Regions from separate parts of the Mus musculus genome. Here all the other regions are linked to region 2. A link is a contact called in public promoter capture Hi-C data. All regions are on one chromosome and are shown on one strand. The core of a region is the stretch at or near the end of the contact, and the rest is flanking DNA. Distances in the headings are between cores, read along the strand shown. Region 1 holds the start of Vps4b (vacuolar protein sorting 4B). Region 2 holds the start of Phlpp1 (PH domain and leucine rich repeat protein phosphatase 1). Region 3 has its middle 19 kb from the start of Vps4b. Region 4 overlaps Vps4b (vacuolar protein sorting 4B). Region 5 overlaps Pign (phosphatidylinositol glycan anchor biosynthesis, class N).

Region 1 (2,700 bases), core at 109-2,608, 620 kb after region 2:
GCCATGGCTGCATTTAGACTTTATAAAAGAGAGCAATCATTCATAATCTTTTAGGTTGAGTTTCAGGATAAGACCCACTAGACAAACCTCTACTCCCCGTCTTGGTGTGGAGTGATCCCTATTCAAATGCCCTTCCTTTGGGTGGAATTTCTTCAGAATCAATTATCCTACGTTAAGGAAATATGTTTACATTATCATTGTTACTTATATCAGACACTGAACAAATACCTATTTGACTACCAGAAGACCAATATTTAAGGGTACTTTGTCCTACTCCTTGGTAAGAAACTAACCAACCTATTTGGCTAGAAGTCTTGGTTATTCTTCTGGACCCCATGGACGAACCAAGGATGATGGGAGACGGCGTTACAAACATTTGCCAATGCACACCGTTCCACGAAGCAGCAATAACCCCTTTCTAACATTATCTTAGGAATCCGAAATGTACCTAGAAAACACTTTTTGTTTTTGTTTTGCGATGAGGGCGGGAAAGTGAAGATACAGATTAAAATACTCCCTGATCTTAAATTCAGTAATTCGGGAGAACATACTCTTAATGAATTCATGGGGATGGTGCCAACAGGCTCGCTCTAACCTAAGGTTCTTGGCCTATTCACCGGATACCTGGACGTCTTTGTTTATCAGCGTAAGGAACTGAGAAGGCAAACCTTATTCTAAACTGGTCCGGAGTACTGCTTTGGGAAAAACAATAACAAAAACAAACAAACAAAAAAAAAAACCCTTTTCCTTTCTTCTTGGTGGACAGACTGGAGATCTTCCTGGTTGGAGAGATCGGCCCAGTTCGGCCCAAACTCCGCTGTTTTGTTTTCCAATCTCACAAGCAAACCAAGAGTCCCACAGACCTTGAGGCTGAGGCGATGCCAAGGCCGGCCCCGCTGGGAAGCGCCCCTTCGCCCGGGTCCCGTCTGCGCGGGCCCGCCCTCCTCCGCCGGGGACAGGGGCGCGGCCGCTTCTCAGTCCCCCGCCCCCACTCCTTCCCCGCGGGCTCCGGCTCTCCAGAGGGGCCCAGAGGAGCCCAGAAGGACCGCGGTACCTGCAGGTTGGTGTTCGTGGACGCCATGGTGGAGATCCGAGGGGTCCCCTACTACAGACAAGGCCCGCAGCAGCGCCGTCGAGTCGCGCCCGGGTCACCACCGCAAACCGTGCGGAGGCTGGCGGCTCTGAGACCCCCCCAGCGGCAGCCCCAGCTCCGGAGCCGTAAATCCAGCAGGAACTCCAGCAGCCACCCGACCCTCCGCACAAAACTTCCGTAATTTCGAGCCCCTTAGGGCTCTGGTCCCGCCTCTGGCCCGGGCACTTCCGCTTCGTCATCCGCACACGCGCTAACCAGTCACCCAGGATGCGTTTCGCCACAAATGAACTCTCGCGAAATGAGAACAGGAAGCCGAGATGCGGAAGTCAGCCTAAAGGCATGTGGGGGATTCTGGAGTGAAGTCTGGTGCTGGAGAGGGACGTCAGTTGTTAAAACATAAAAGTGTGACAAAAGTGTGTAGCTCAGCTAATGTATCGGACATTAACATTTTAGTTTTAGTAAGCAATAGTACAGTCATTTCAGATGCTATTAAGAGAAAGCTGGATGACAAGTACGTTGGAATTCGAAAATTCTTTTTGCAACTCTTGTGCAAGCGTTTCAAACTAAGGTTTTCTTTTCGAAATTATTGCTATCTGCTCCTTATATTCCAGCACAATAAAATACCTATTGTGTATATAAAATGGTAAAATGTAAATGGAGCCTTCACCCCTACTGTCTAGTGTTTACGGTACTGGGAGGTACTTTGCACAGAACCAGAGGAGAAAGGTAACCATCACCCAGCTACAAACCGTGGGACCTACAGTGGTGAGCTGCTTGCAGATAGGCTGGCTCAATACTGGCACAAATGTAAGAATAGCCAGCCACTCTCTGGTTGGATATAAGACCCAGCTATGGGATGGAACAAAACTGCTTGGGTAGCCATGAACTTTAGACTGGATAATCATGGTCTTAGGAGAAAACCACATACTGTTGTTCTGATTAAAAAAAAACACACACAGCAATAAAAATGACTCCCAACAACATTCTGCTACACCCATAGATCAGTGATTCACTCTCCAATCATCAAAGGAGTTTCCTCTTGTAGTATATGGGAACTAACCAGAGACCCGGAACTGAACAGTCAGTGTTCAGTGAGAGACCTAATGGGCTATCTTCATCCCTCCACCCCAGAGCAAAGAAATCTAGAAGAGGAGGAAAGACTAAGAGCCAGAGGAGTTTGGAGGACTCCAAGGAAGCAGAGTCACAAAAGGACTGAAGAGCAGAGTTCAAGTCAGATGGGGTCCCAGCACCGAAAGGGGGAAGTGGATGAGCGCTCCCACCCTAACCAAGAAACTATCTGCAATGACACTCACTTGCAAAGGAAAAATTAATTTTCTCCAATGAAACCTTAACGGGTATATAAACCACGCTTAAGGACAGGTCCTAGGCCGACACAAACAAACTCAAAGGTATTTTTGTAGACTTTTTGTCTCATACTTTGAACATTCTTTTCTACCTTGTCTTTTTCCTGTATGTTGTAGTTTCTAATTTTGTGCTTTAATGTAATTTTTGTGTGCATGTGTTTCTTTGGGTTCTTTTTCTTCCTGTTTGCTTTCTAAAGAGAGAGAAAGCAGAACATGAAGGTGGATGGGTGGGAATGTGGAAGG
Region 2 (2,727 bases), core at 37-2,536:
TTAGCTGCTGAGCCCTCTAACTCCGGAAAAAGACTTTTAATTAGTGTCTACATCTGCAATGCCATCATGAGAGTGGCAACTCAATGACCAACGTTTATCAAATTATTTCAAATAGTTAATTGCCCTAAACCAGCTTGGTTCAACCAATAAAAAAATGTTTATAGATCATACAATGTAACAGTAAACACCCATACAACATAGGTAGAGCGTAGGTGGTGAGCAGTTTGTGGACGGAAGTATGGAGAACAGACTAGACTGGGAAACCTTGTCTCATTCACCCTTTCTACCCGGCCCCGAGTGCGGAAAGAAAAATCCAGAAAGAACCAAGAGAAAGCAAGTCTATCTCCTATCCCACTATGACTCCATTTTAATATTTCTTCCTTCGTCCACTGCTTTGTGTCGTTAAGCTTCTTTTAAGCTTAAAACCAACGGGATACAAGGCTCCAAGCAGGTCCTTAGCTATTTCTGTCCTAATAGGGGAGGGAGTAAATGGGTTTAATTTGAGTGCAAACACTGCTAGCTTTCATGGGCCTTGAAAAAAGTGCGGAAAAAGTCAGGAAGACGGGGCCAGCGATCCTGTGAACTGTGTATGTATTTTTGTCTCATACAAAGGCCTTACCTAGAGTTTAGAGTTCCTAAAAACTCTCAATTTCAATTAGCCAGGAAAATAAAACTCATCTGGCAAGCAGGAGAGGATCAAGTTAATGAAAAACGTTCACAGGACACAGAGTTCAACGGCAGAGGGCACAATACCCACCAACAAGGGCCAGAAGCTGGAGGAGAGGGTGGGCAGAATTTGATGATATCTGGGCCTTGTAGTTCGCTGTTGGTCTCTTCTGGGTATCCTCGACACGAAGATGAACTACAACCCCCACTGTGCAACGCGAGCCCCTCTCGCCACCTCTCCTCTATGGCGAGGACAAACCTCCTGGGAAACAGCTCCGCCCCACCCCCGTACGCACGCGTCACGTTTGTTTACCCTGAGGCCCCGCCCCCAGCCTCCCGCTCTCCGCAGAAATGTCGTCATGCTAACGATGCATATTCATGATCAACTCCGCCCCGCCACCGCCCGCCTTCCCGCGCTTCATTAATATTCATGAGGCGAGCTCGGGCCGCAGCTCCCGGGAGCTGAGGCTGTCCAGCAGCGGGCGGGGCCTGGCGCTGGGGAGCCCGCGACCCGCGGGGAGGGTGTGTGTGGGGGGGCGGTGGCGGCGAAACGGGCGGGCGGCGCGCGGGATGGAACACCGAGACACCGACGGAATGCTCCGGATCGCCACATAATCCTCTGGAGCGGCCGCGCCGAACGCCATCGGCGTCTCCGTTCTCTTCGCGCCGCCGCCGCCGCCGTCTCCCACCTTCGCCTCACCTCCTCCTCCTCCGCTGCCTCCGGAGCTGGGGGAGCGACGTGAAGCCCCGCTACGATGGAGCCCGCCGCTGCAGCCCCGGCACAGCGACTCGCGGACCCCACGGGTGAGGACCAAGCCCTGGCGGCGGCGGCGGCCGAGGGCGGCCGGTGTCCGGATCCCGCGCTGAGCGCGGCGGCCCCGAGCGGCGGGAACGGCGGCGCGGCGCGAGAGGAGGCCCCCTGCGAGGCGCCGCCGGGGCCGCTGCCCGGCCGCGCCGGAGGCACCGGGCGCAGGCGGCGGCGGGGAGCTCCCCAGCCCGCGGCCGGTGGGGCCGCTCCGGTGCCCGCGGCCGGCGGCGGCGCCAACTCGCTGCTGCTGAAGAGAGGGCGGCTGAAGAGGAATCTGTCGGCCGCCGCCGCCGCCTCGTCGTCCTCGTCGCCGTCCTCGGCGTCTTCGGCCGCTGGCGGCCTCCCGGCGTCCTGCTCGGCCTCGGCGTCGCTGTGCACCCGGAGCCTGGACAGGAAGACGCTGCTCCTGAAGCACCGGCAGCTGCTTCAGCTGCAGCCGTCGGACAGGGACTGGGTGAGGCACCAGCTCCAGCGGGGCTGTGTGCACGTCTTTGACCGCCACATGGCCTCGTCCTACCTGCGCCCAGTGCTCTGCACGCTGGACACCACGGCCGCCGAGGTGGCGGCCCGGCTTCTGCAGCTGGGCCACAAAGGCGGCGGGGTGGTGAAGGTGCTGGGCTACGGGCCGCCTCCCGCCGCCGCCCCTGCCGCCAGCGATCAGACCCTGGACGGAGAGCACGGAAGGGACGTGGAGCCACCGCCCTCGAGCGGCACTGTTGGTGCTGTCCGGGGCCCTGCGCGCGCGCCTCCCGCCGATCTGCCGCTGCCCGGGGGCGCCTGGACGCGCTGTGCACCCCGCATCAGCCCCGCGCCTTCGGACTCCAGCCCCGGAGAGCTGTTCGCGGGCGGCCCCGGGTCCCCTCCCCGCGCCCCGCGCCCGGCCTCTGACACCGAGAGCTTCAGCCTGAGCCCCAGCGCCGAGAGCGTGTCAGACCGGCTGGACCCCTACAGCAGCGGCGGCGGCGGCTCCTCGTCGTCGTCGGAGGAGTTAGAGGCTGATCCGGCCATGCCCCACCGCCCCGGCCGCCCCGCGCAGCCTCGGCCGCCTTCCCCGAAGACCTCGGCTTTACTGCAGCCGAAAGCCCCGACGGGCGTAGACAGCACTGGCGTGATAGCGGGCGAGGGTCCCGGAGACGATAAGGCGATGGCAGCCGCAGCTCCGGACGTTCCTCTGTCGACTTCGGGGAGGATACGGGAGACCGTGCAAAAGACATCTCCGCCCTCCCTGTATGTACAGCTCCATGGAGAGACTA
Region 3 (2,700 bases), core at 155-2,654, 640 kb after region 2:
CACAGACACACAGACACACACAGACATACACAAAGACACACACACACACACACACACACACACACACACACACAGGCTTCTAGAGTTAACCACAAACTTTTTCTATATATTACTCTGACAAGGCATCCATAGTTATTAAACACACAGCCAGGCCACATTATTCACAAAGGCATAAAAGCACAGCAGTGCTCAGTTCTCATGTTTGTGGGCCTATCTTTTAAATGGTGGGGCTTTTTAGAAGCAAAAGGTTCAAGTTGCCTCTTAAAGGAGAAAGTATACTATCCCTACTAAGGGAAGAACTACCCCAGCACAAAGCAGTTTTTCTGTGCCAGGAACAAGTAAGAAACACTAGAAAATGGATATCATAAGAGCTCCCAAAATGGCAGATCTAGGTCAAGAGATATACTTTGGAGGGGCATGGAGACATTAGCTTATTCATAAGCCAGATCTCTTCAAAGACCACAGAGTGTAAAGTATCATGTAATTGATCCAAGCAGCCAACATGTCAATCAAGAGATGTATACTGGGTTGATTATTACGTGAGAGCCATGTAACCCTCCAAGCTCCTTCTAAATTTCTCAAACAAAAAAGAGGGGCATTGTACACAGATCATGTAACCCATGGGCATTATAATACAATTACATCTTAGAAATAATGGTGATGTGATTTTATATGCTATGCCTGCTCACTGTGGAGTGGAGGACATGGCTATCTCTAGGCTTAGAATTCTCAAGTTCTAGGTTTGAATCCAGACTTCAGTTAGACAGCTCAAAGCCTTTCTTAGAGCATTAGAAGGGGTCTGCTTGGAAGGACACACCACCTCGAAACTCAGCTGCAATGTGAAAACTCAGTTTTCTTTTGGCCTCAGCAAGAGCAGAATCTTCCCTCCTGTTGAGAAGGCAGCTCAGGATTTGGTTCCTCTGAGTAGCCAGCCCATCCCTGCACGAGTCACTGGACCACTGCTCACTCTTGTCACACACTATTGCACAATGCTGGCTTCTTTCAATAGGAATGGGTTACGAACTCTGAGAACAGGACTAGTGCGTGGATATGGAGGTTTTAGGGAAAGTGATAAGACAAGATTCTTAGAAAGGTTCACCCACTTGCAAGTGTCAACAGGAAATTCTAGTTCCCAAACCAGCGAGTGAACTGTGCTTGATGAGGGGTAAATCACTTAGCTAGAAGTCAGCCCCAGAAGCAAACCCCGCTGGCAAAATATGGAAGCTTTACAATTTTCAGAGAATTGTGCTGTTAACTGGGAGACCAAGAGATGGCACACACATGCGTGCTATTCTGTTTTACTAAAAGAAAGAGGAAACATCCAACAGAATCCACAGTGCGGTAAAAATGCAGAAGCCCAGAGCATTAAGACCCTGCTCTGCAGGGATCACGATGACAAAGAGGAACCTAAACTATGACAGAAGAAAGTCCTGAGCTGAAGAAGCCCCATTCAGTCAGCAGCATAGCTCTAGCTCAGAGCCTGTGGGAACTGACCTAAAGACCCGTGGGACCCATGGGTGTTACATGTCGGAAATAACTGCAAGGTCTAACTGCAATACACCACAAAGGCATCGTTCCATGTACCTGAGTAAAATAAAGCTTGTCTTAGTCAGGGTTTCTATTCCTGCACAAACATCATGACCAAGAAGCAAGTTGGGGAGGAAAGGGTTTATTCGGCTTACACTTCCATACTGCTGTTCATCACCAAGGAAGTCAGGACTGGAACTCAAGCAGGTCAGGAAGCAGGAGCTGATGCAGAGGCCATGGAGGGATGTTCATTACTGGCTTGCTTCCCCTGGCTTGCTCAGCCTGCTCTCTTATAGACCCAAGACTACCAGCCCAGAGATGGTCCCACCCACAGGGGCCTTTCCCCCTTGATCACTAATTGAGAAAATGCCTTACAGTTGTATCTCATGGAGGCATTTCCTCAACTGAAGCTCCTTTCTCTGTGATAACTCCAGATGGGTCAAGTTGACACAAAACTAGCCAGTACAAAGCTCTTCCAACAGAGGCCAGGAGTAAGTCTCCCTAAACTTTTATGCTCAACAGTCTCTATCAGAGAAGGTTCTATGCTGTGGTAGACACACTGATGTGCTGGTTCTCAGCCTGTGGGTCCCGACCCCCCAGGGGTTCTCATAGCAGGCAGCATGCATATCAGAATTTTACATGACGATCCGTAGCAGTAGGAACATTACAGTTACGAAGCACTAATGAAATGATATGATGGGTGGGGGTCCCCACAACCAGAGGGACGGTATTAAAGGGTCACAACATTAGGAAGGTTGAGAATCACTGCCCTAGGCCCATAGCTGTAAAGTTGTTTTCATTTTTCTGTTAGGAACAAAATGCTATTTCTTGCTATTAAGTGTTTCAAAGAGGTAAAAGTAATGGTGGAACGTCCCCACCCCCATTCACTGAGCATCCATTACAGCCACAAACCCAACCAACTGCCTCTCATCTTTGCAGCAACCTTATAAAGCAGGAATCACTGATCTTGTTTTAAGATAAGAGTAAATTTGAAAGCACTGAAGTGAGACTGTCCTTGGGTCTCACTTCGAAATCACCAAGACTTTCATTCCTATTCTGTTCCCCAGGAGTCAAGCATAAACGCCAAAACACATCTCCACCATGCACAATGGTCTCGAGTACCGTAATTACGTTTGGCTTTGAGGGACCGATTTAAAATACCAAGCCATTTTA
Region 4 (2,700 bases), core at 114-2,613, 600 kb after region 2:
GTGAGAATTTTGTGGATGACTTAAGTCAGAGCAAATTGTGCTTTCAAAATACAACCTTTTCATTAACACAAGTCTCACACCTTTAGATAACTATTTTTACATGTAAACAAAATTAATACTTACAATTCTCTTCAAGTATTAAATACATGAGCTTGATCATAACATTCTCTAGTGCTATAGAAACGAAATGACATATAAGTGTATAAAATTTTAAAATGTCCCACCATGGAAACAACTGGCTCCAAGAGTTTATCTCCAGGAACATCCATCCATGTCATTTCAATAGCCCCAGGGTCTCCCGGAGAGCAGGGTGTCAGCAGGTCATTTACAATGCAGTTAGGATCAGCTCTTGAGGGTCCTCGAACCTGTAATGATAGTGACTTGATTTCATCTGAGTAAATGAAATAAGAATTAAGATTCCGGTCACTATCAGAAAAGTTAAAAATATTGCTACATCCACTCCAGCAGTGACAAGCGCGACAGGCCCCCAAAACCTGGGCACCGTTCCAAGGCGAAAAGTTCATGGAAACGACCCTTGACCCTGGCTTCTAAGATTAAGTGGACCTTAGGTGGAACTGTTTTTGATCCCAGTTGTTAAACACTGAATTTTATCCCAGTTGGTTCTTGCCAGTCCTTCCATGTTTGCATTCCTCTGTTTTGTATAAGAATCCGGTAATCTCATTTGTACCTGGCCGATATGTCACCTAACTTCCCTATTTTCTGTATAAAAAGTCTGATGCTTGATTTGTCAAATTGCATTCAGATTCTACAGAATCTCGTGTGTCGCTTCTGTTTGTCATTCATTCACTGACTCCTTGTCCACCTGCAACTAGAGACCCATTCCATGCAGATAGGAAACCCAAAAAGGGGATAGTCTTCGGCAAAATACATTAATTTTTAGATTGTATTTAAAATATTTACTCTAGGAAAAATAGAATATATAAGGAAAAATAAACTAGGGTTAAAAAGAAAAGTTTTGAAAAAGAAACAGCTCCTTCTAGCTACCCTATTCTTCCTGTAATGCTTATTAAGTGGTAGTTACATTATAGATCAAAACAAACATTACAAAACTCTCCCAAGTTGCTCTTTTCCATGCCTGAAAGAAAGCTTGAGATATTGTGTAGGATTAGTCTTAAATTACTCAATCTTTAGGTCTCTCTCTTAACAAAAACTTGAGAATCCCATGTGTGCTGGTTTAAATGAGGACGGCTCCCACAGTCTCACACATTTGAAGGTTTGGTCTCCAGGTGGCCGAGGGCTTAGGAAGGATTAGGAGGTATGGCCTTGTTGGAAAAGTGTGTCATTGAGCTTTGACTTGGAGGTTTCAAAAGCCCAGGTCACACTCTCTCTGCCTGACACTTGCCAATAAAAAAAAGTAAGCTCTCAGTTACTGCTCCAGTGCCGTGCCTGTCTGCCTCCTGCCATGCTACCTACCATGATGGTCATGGAATTACCATCTAAAAAATACAAGCAAGCTTTCAGTTAAACGTTTTCTTTTATAAGCTGTCTTGGCCTTGGTCATGGTGTCTCTTCAGAGCATAGAAAAGAAACTAAGAAGACATATACATACTATGCTAGTTGGCTTTTTGTCAACTTGACAGGAGGGAGAATCATGTGTGAAGAAGGGATCTCTATTGAGAAAAATGCTTTTATCAGATGGCCTACAGGCAAGTCCATGGATCCTTTCTTGATTATGACTTGCGTGGGGAGATCCAGCCCACTGTGGGTGATATCACCTCTGTACTGGATGTCCTGTGTTTCTAGAAAGGAGTGCCACTGAGCAGCACTCCTCCATGTCTCTGCATCAGTTTCTGTTTCTAGGTTCCTGCTCTGACTTCTCTTTACCATGGAGTATCATCAGCCTGTAAGCCAAATAAACAAACCCTGTCCTCCCCAGACTGCTTTTGGTTATATTGTTTCATCACAGCAATATAAAACTAGGACAGAAATAAAATTACATGCTTAATAATGTCTATGTGATTTCATGAAATGTAACTTAGTTAAAGCAAGATTTTAGCAATATCTAGAAAACAACCCTTTGTTACAAAGTAGCATATATTTATTTAGGTGGTTGCTTTCAAGTCTATTTCATGATGATCACCTTTATTTCAAGACTGAATAGGTGTAAAATATACCCTGGCTTCCTTAACTGTGTACAAACCTACTGTGTACACACTCACACTTAAGTTTATATCTATATTTTTTTCTCAACTGCATGAGACCAGGGATTTTTGTCTTTGTTTTTGGCTGATTACATCCTGACTGACTCTGGGCTCAGACTTACTATGTTAGATAACTGAAATAAACAGGCAAATACGTCTGTTCTTTTAGTTGTAACAGTTTCAAAAGTGGAAGGATGGAAACATGGGAATATCTACTGCAGATGGTGATCCAAAACCCTAGTGTTAAAGCTAATTAGATTATAAAGAACACTATCCATGTGTGATGCAGATATCACAGTGAAGCCACTAATCTGTACAATTAAGATACATTACTAATTATGGTTTTTAAAAATTATGCTTGCTTTAGCCTTTATGATATTAAGACCTGGCTTCATGTTCACATATGAGGTCCCTGGTACCAAAATGTAGAAATGAGTGACAAATTCTAGGTAAGAAAAGTCTAAGGTCCTAAGAATTTATTTTCTAAGTGCAAAGGGAATTAAAAAGAAAATATGATGGCTATGGCATATATTTAATC
Region 5 (2,700 bases), core at 72-2,571, 530 kb before region 2:
CTAGCTTCAAATTGAAAGAGATATGCCTACCTCTGCCTCCTGAGTACTGGGATTAAAGGTATGAGTCACCACTGCCCAGTCTCGCTTTCTTAAGTTACACACATACTCTCCTCTTAACAAAAGGTCTGTAGCTAAGTAATCTAAACTCTTGTCATACTTTTCCATTGCATTATTAAGGGTGATTATTAGGTTAAAATACAGTGAAAAGCGAAGTATCTATTAACAAGACGAACAGTAACTGAGAGCAAGGAAAGAAACTCCTAAGAGGAATGTTAATGTACTTCTGTTTAATGTAAGCAATGCAACTGTACTGGCTGGTTTTGTGTGTCAACTTGCCACAGGCTGGAGTTATCATAAAGAAAAGAGCTGCAGTTGGGGAAGTGCCTCTATGAGATCCAGCTGTGGGGCATTTTTCCAATTATTGATCAAGGAGGGAGTATCCCTTGTGGGTGGTACTATTTCTGGGCTGGTAGTCTTGGGTTCTATAAGAGAGCAAGCTGAGCAAGCCAGTGAGAAACATCCCTCCATGGCGTCTGCAACAGCTCCTGCTTCCTGGCCTGCTTGAGTTCCAGTCCTGACTTCCTTCAGTGATGAAGAGCAATGTGGAAGTGTAAGCTGAATAAACCCTTTCCTCCCCAACTTGCATCTTGGTCATGACGTTTTGTGCAGGAATAGAAACTCTGATGGAGACAGCAACCATTACAGTCAAAGAAATTTAATAAGATTTTAAGTTTAGACTTAATAGAACAAGTCCTGACTAGTATGTGGAAGGAGCCTTTCAGGTAGAAGGTTTGGGGTACACACTTGTGTTTGGCAGAATGCATGCATGCATAGGCCAGAGGAAGTCAGAGGAGGATGTTGGGGTAGGGGTCTTCTATTGTTCTCCATCTTATATTTTGAGACGGGGTTACTCACTTAACTAGAGACTTAGTCTACTAAACAGGCTGACAGTTCAGCACGCTCCTGGAACCTATTGGTCTTCACCTTCCAACACTAAGGTTAGAGGCACATGAAGCCTTGCAGACTTTATTGGGTGCTAGGATTTGCATTCAGGTCTTTTTTTTATAGTAAGAATGCTTGAGGACCGGAGCCCCCAGGGAGGGGGCTTTAGTTTCAATTGATGGTTTTAAAAATTGTTTATTTCTTATTGTGCGGAAGATGGAGAATGGGAGGGGAGCAGGCATGCCACAGCATGCATGTAGAGATCAGAGCACAGCATGCTACTCAGTTCATTTCTGCAAACTTTGGGACTCTGGGGCATTGAACTCAGTCAAGCTTATGTGGCAAGCACTTTACCCACTTGACCATCTCAACAACCCACCTGGTACTTGTTGTTGTTTGTTTTAATTGGCACAAGATTAGTCAGGCCAAAGCACTCGAATTAGAAGTAGTCTCCATAAAAGGAATGTTCGAAAATATTTTGCTATTATTATTACTGCCACTTTTTCTCTAAATTTCTTATAGAAAATAACATAATTAAATTTAAAAGGATACCTGATTGACATCTCTCCTTTTCCAGTTTTCCAATCTCCATTCTGAATGAAAGAGACATAAATATGATGTTAAGATTTTTAAGAAGAACAAACTGTCTTATTTTCAGGAGTGCTGGACACTCCACATGTATTGGAAACCTCTCTCTCAACCAAACATATAAAAAAAAAAAGGAGAGATGTTAAAATAGCAGAGGAATAAAAATAACTCTTTAGTGTTTTCTGTGTTTTATTAAGCTTTTAACATTTTTTTAAATGTTCAGGAGACATAATACCCAAAACATCCAAGGAAACAAAAAGGGAAATACAAGCCTAATGGCAACTGTCAGCAAGGCTACTATTCACTGTAGTATCAGCTACTTAGTAAGTAACACACAGCACAACAGCCAACAGCCCTCCCTCCCTTTCTCTGGGTGGACATCTGTTAGCAAAATAGTTACATCTATAGCTGTGAGGCTCCTAGGATCATTAACACAACATTTTAAAAGTGGTATATGAAATTACTATTAAAATTCCTTCATGGGGCAGTTCTATTCCTACCTTTTTGAGAAACCTCACGCTGATTTCCAGAGTGGTTGGTTGTACCAGTTTGCACGCCAGCAGGGAGTAAGTGAATAACCAGCTGTGAGTCTGTCCTTTCCCCATATCCTCCATCAGCATTTGTTGTCATTTGTCTTTTGGGGATTAATACTTCTGACTAAGCTAAGGTGCTAAGTAACTTTGATTTGCATTTCCCTAATGGCTAAATATTAGAATATTAAAAAATTAATTATCTCTCAGCTATTTGTATTTCATTTTTTGAGAACTTTCTGTTCTATGCCCCAATCTTTGTTTTTCTTGTTCTTTAGTTTTTGAGTTCTTTACATAATCTAGTTACTAACTCCCTGTCAGATATGCATTTGGTAAAGATTTTTTTCCATTCTGTAAGCTGCTTCTTTATCCAAATGATGGTGTCCTTTACTGTACAGATGTTTTTATTTTCATGTGGTCCCATTTATCAGTTGTTGGTCTTAATACTTCCATTACTGGATTCTTGTTCAGAAATTCCTTCCCTGTGCCTATAGTTCAAACATATTTCCTACCTTCTACTAGATTCAGGGTATCAGATCTTATGTCAAAGTCCTTCCCACACTGCTTTTAGTCATGAGGTTTATTATATCAATTCAAAGTAACTAATACAGCACTTACTCATAACAAATAAATTTTGTTT

What was found. Promoter capture Hi-C pulls out the DNA fragments that hold promoters and counts their contacts. Capture Hi-C pulls out chosen DNA fragments and counts their contacts.
Region 1: a promoter capture Hi-C map of adipose tissue shows a contact between it and region 2, with 3 times the contacts expected there. The contact joins the promoter of Vps4b here to the promoter of Phlpp1 in region 2. A contact is called at or near these places in 13 of 39 promoter capture datasets (the HPC-7 cell line, HPC-7-derived erythroid cells, cranial neural crest and 9 more), 2 of 15 datasets of contacts at CTCF or cohesin (both in the NIH/3T3 cell line), 21 of 484 Hi-C or Micro-C datasets (B cells, CD4 T cells, CD8 T cells and 10 more), 19 of 115 datasets of contacts at active chromatin or transcription factors (acute myeloid leukemia, astrocytes, cardiomyocytes and 11 more) and 2 of 9 other capture datasets (adipose tissue and liver).
Region 3: a promoter capture Hi-C map of the HPC-7 cell line shows a contact between it and region 2, with 5 times the contacts expected there. The contact joins the enhancer-like site here to the promoter of Phlpp1 in region 2. A contact is called at or near these places in 18 of 39 promoter capture datasets (the 3T3-L1 cell line, 3T3-L1-derived adipocytes, the C10 cell line and 12 more), 4 of 484 Hi-C or Micro-C datasets (B cells, CD8 T cells, the HPC-7 cell line and 1 more), 7 of 115 datasets of contacts at active chromatin or transcription factors (the NIH/3T3 cell line, astrocytes, embryonic forebrain and 4 more) and 2 of 9 other capture datasets (adipose tissue and liver).
Region 4: a contact with region 2 is called in a promoter capture Hi-C map of liver, with 4 times the contacts expected there. The contact joins the enhancer-like site here to the promoter of Phlpp1 in region 2. A contact is called at or near these places in 17 of 39 promoter capture datasets (the 3T3-L1 cell line, 3T3-L1-derived adipocytes, the C10 cell line and 13 more), 1 of 15 datasets of contacts at CTCF or cohesin (the NIH/3T3 cell line), 8 of 484 Hi-C or Micro-C datasets (the G1E-ER4 cell line, LSK cells, cardiomyocytes and 5 more), 5 of 115 datasets of contacts at active chromatin or transcription factors (the NIH/3T3 cell line, bone marrow-derived macrophages, embryonic stem cells and 2 more) and 2 of 9 other capture datasets (adipose tissue and liver).
Region 5: a contact with region 2 is called in a promoter capture Hi-C map of the C10 cell line. The contact joins the enhancer-like site here to the promoter of Phlpp1 in region 2. A contact is called at or near these places in 5 of 39 promoter capture datasets (the C10 cell line, the HPC-7 cell line, cranial neural crest and 2 more), 1 of 15 datasets of contacts at CTCF or cohesin (the NIH/3T3 cell line) and 3 of 484 Hi-C or Micro-C datasets (cerebellum, erythroblasts and natural killer cells).

What each region holds. Positions count from the first base shown.
Region 1 is chr1:106,795,367-106,798,066 of GRCm38.p6, forward strand. It overlaps Vps4b (vacuolar protein sorting 4B), which reads right to left and starts at 1,359. Exons shown (of 11, transcript NM_009190.2): 1 at 1,055-1,359. The coding sequence starts at 1,081.
Region 2 is chr1:106,170,583-106,173,309 of GRCm38.p6, forward strand. Phlpp1 (PH domain and leucine rich repeat protein phosphatase 1) reads left to right here and starts at 1,287. Exons shown (of 17, transcript NM_133821.3): 1 at 1,287-2,727. The coding sequence starts at 1,422. It overlaps Gm20753 (predicted gene, 20753), which reads right to left and starts at 942. Exons shown (of 3, transcript NR_040630.1): 1 at 758-942.
Region 3 is chr1:106,814,102-106,816,801 of GRCm38.p6, forward strand. No RefSeq gene overlaps it. Among named protein-coding and RNA genes, the nearest start is that of Vps4b, 19 kb to the left of the region's middle. Within about 2 kb of position 1,405, at least 39 of the 459 cell types and tissues checked have an H3K27ac peak or open chromatin away from gene starts, as enhancers often do. A contact at or near this core is called in the HPC-7 cell line and hematopoietic stem and progenitor cells, where this site is marked.
Region 4 is chr1:106,773,783-106,776,482 of GRCm38.p6, forward strand. Vps4b (vacuolar protein sorting 4B) reads right to left here. Exons shown (of 11, transcript NM_009190.2): 10 at 225-365. Among named protein-coding and RNA genes, the nearest start is that of Kdsr, 15 kb to the left of the region's middle. Within about 2 kb of position 1,364, at least 6 of the 459 cell types and tissues checked have an H3K27ac peak or open chromatin away from gene starts, as enhancers often do. A contact at or near this core is called in liver, where this site is marked.
Region 5 is chr1:105,642,985-105,645,684 of GRCm38.p6, forward strand. It overlaps Pign (phosphatidylinositol glycan anchor biosynthesis, class N), which reads right to left. Exons shown (of 31, transcript NM_013784.3): 11 at 1,495-1,535. Among named protein-coding and RNA genes, the nearest start is that of Pign, 19 kb to the right of the region's middle. Within about 2 kb of position 1,322, at least 4 of the 459 cell types and tissues checked have an H3K27ac peak or open chromatin away from gene starts, as enhancers often do.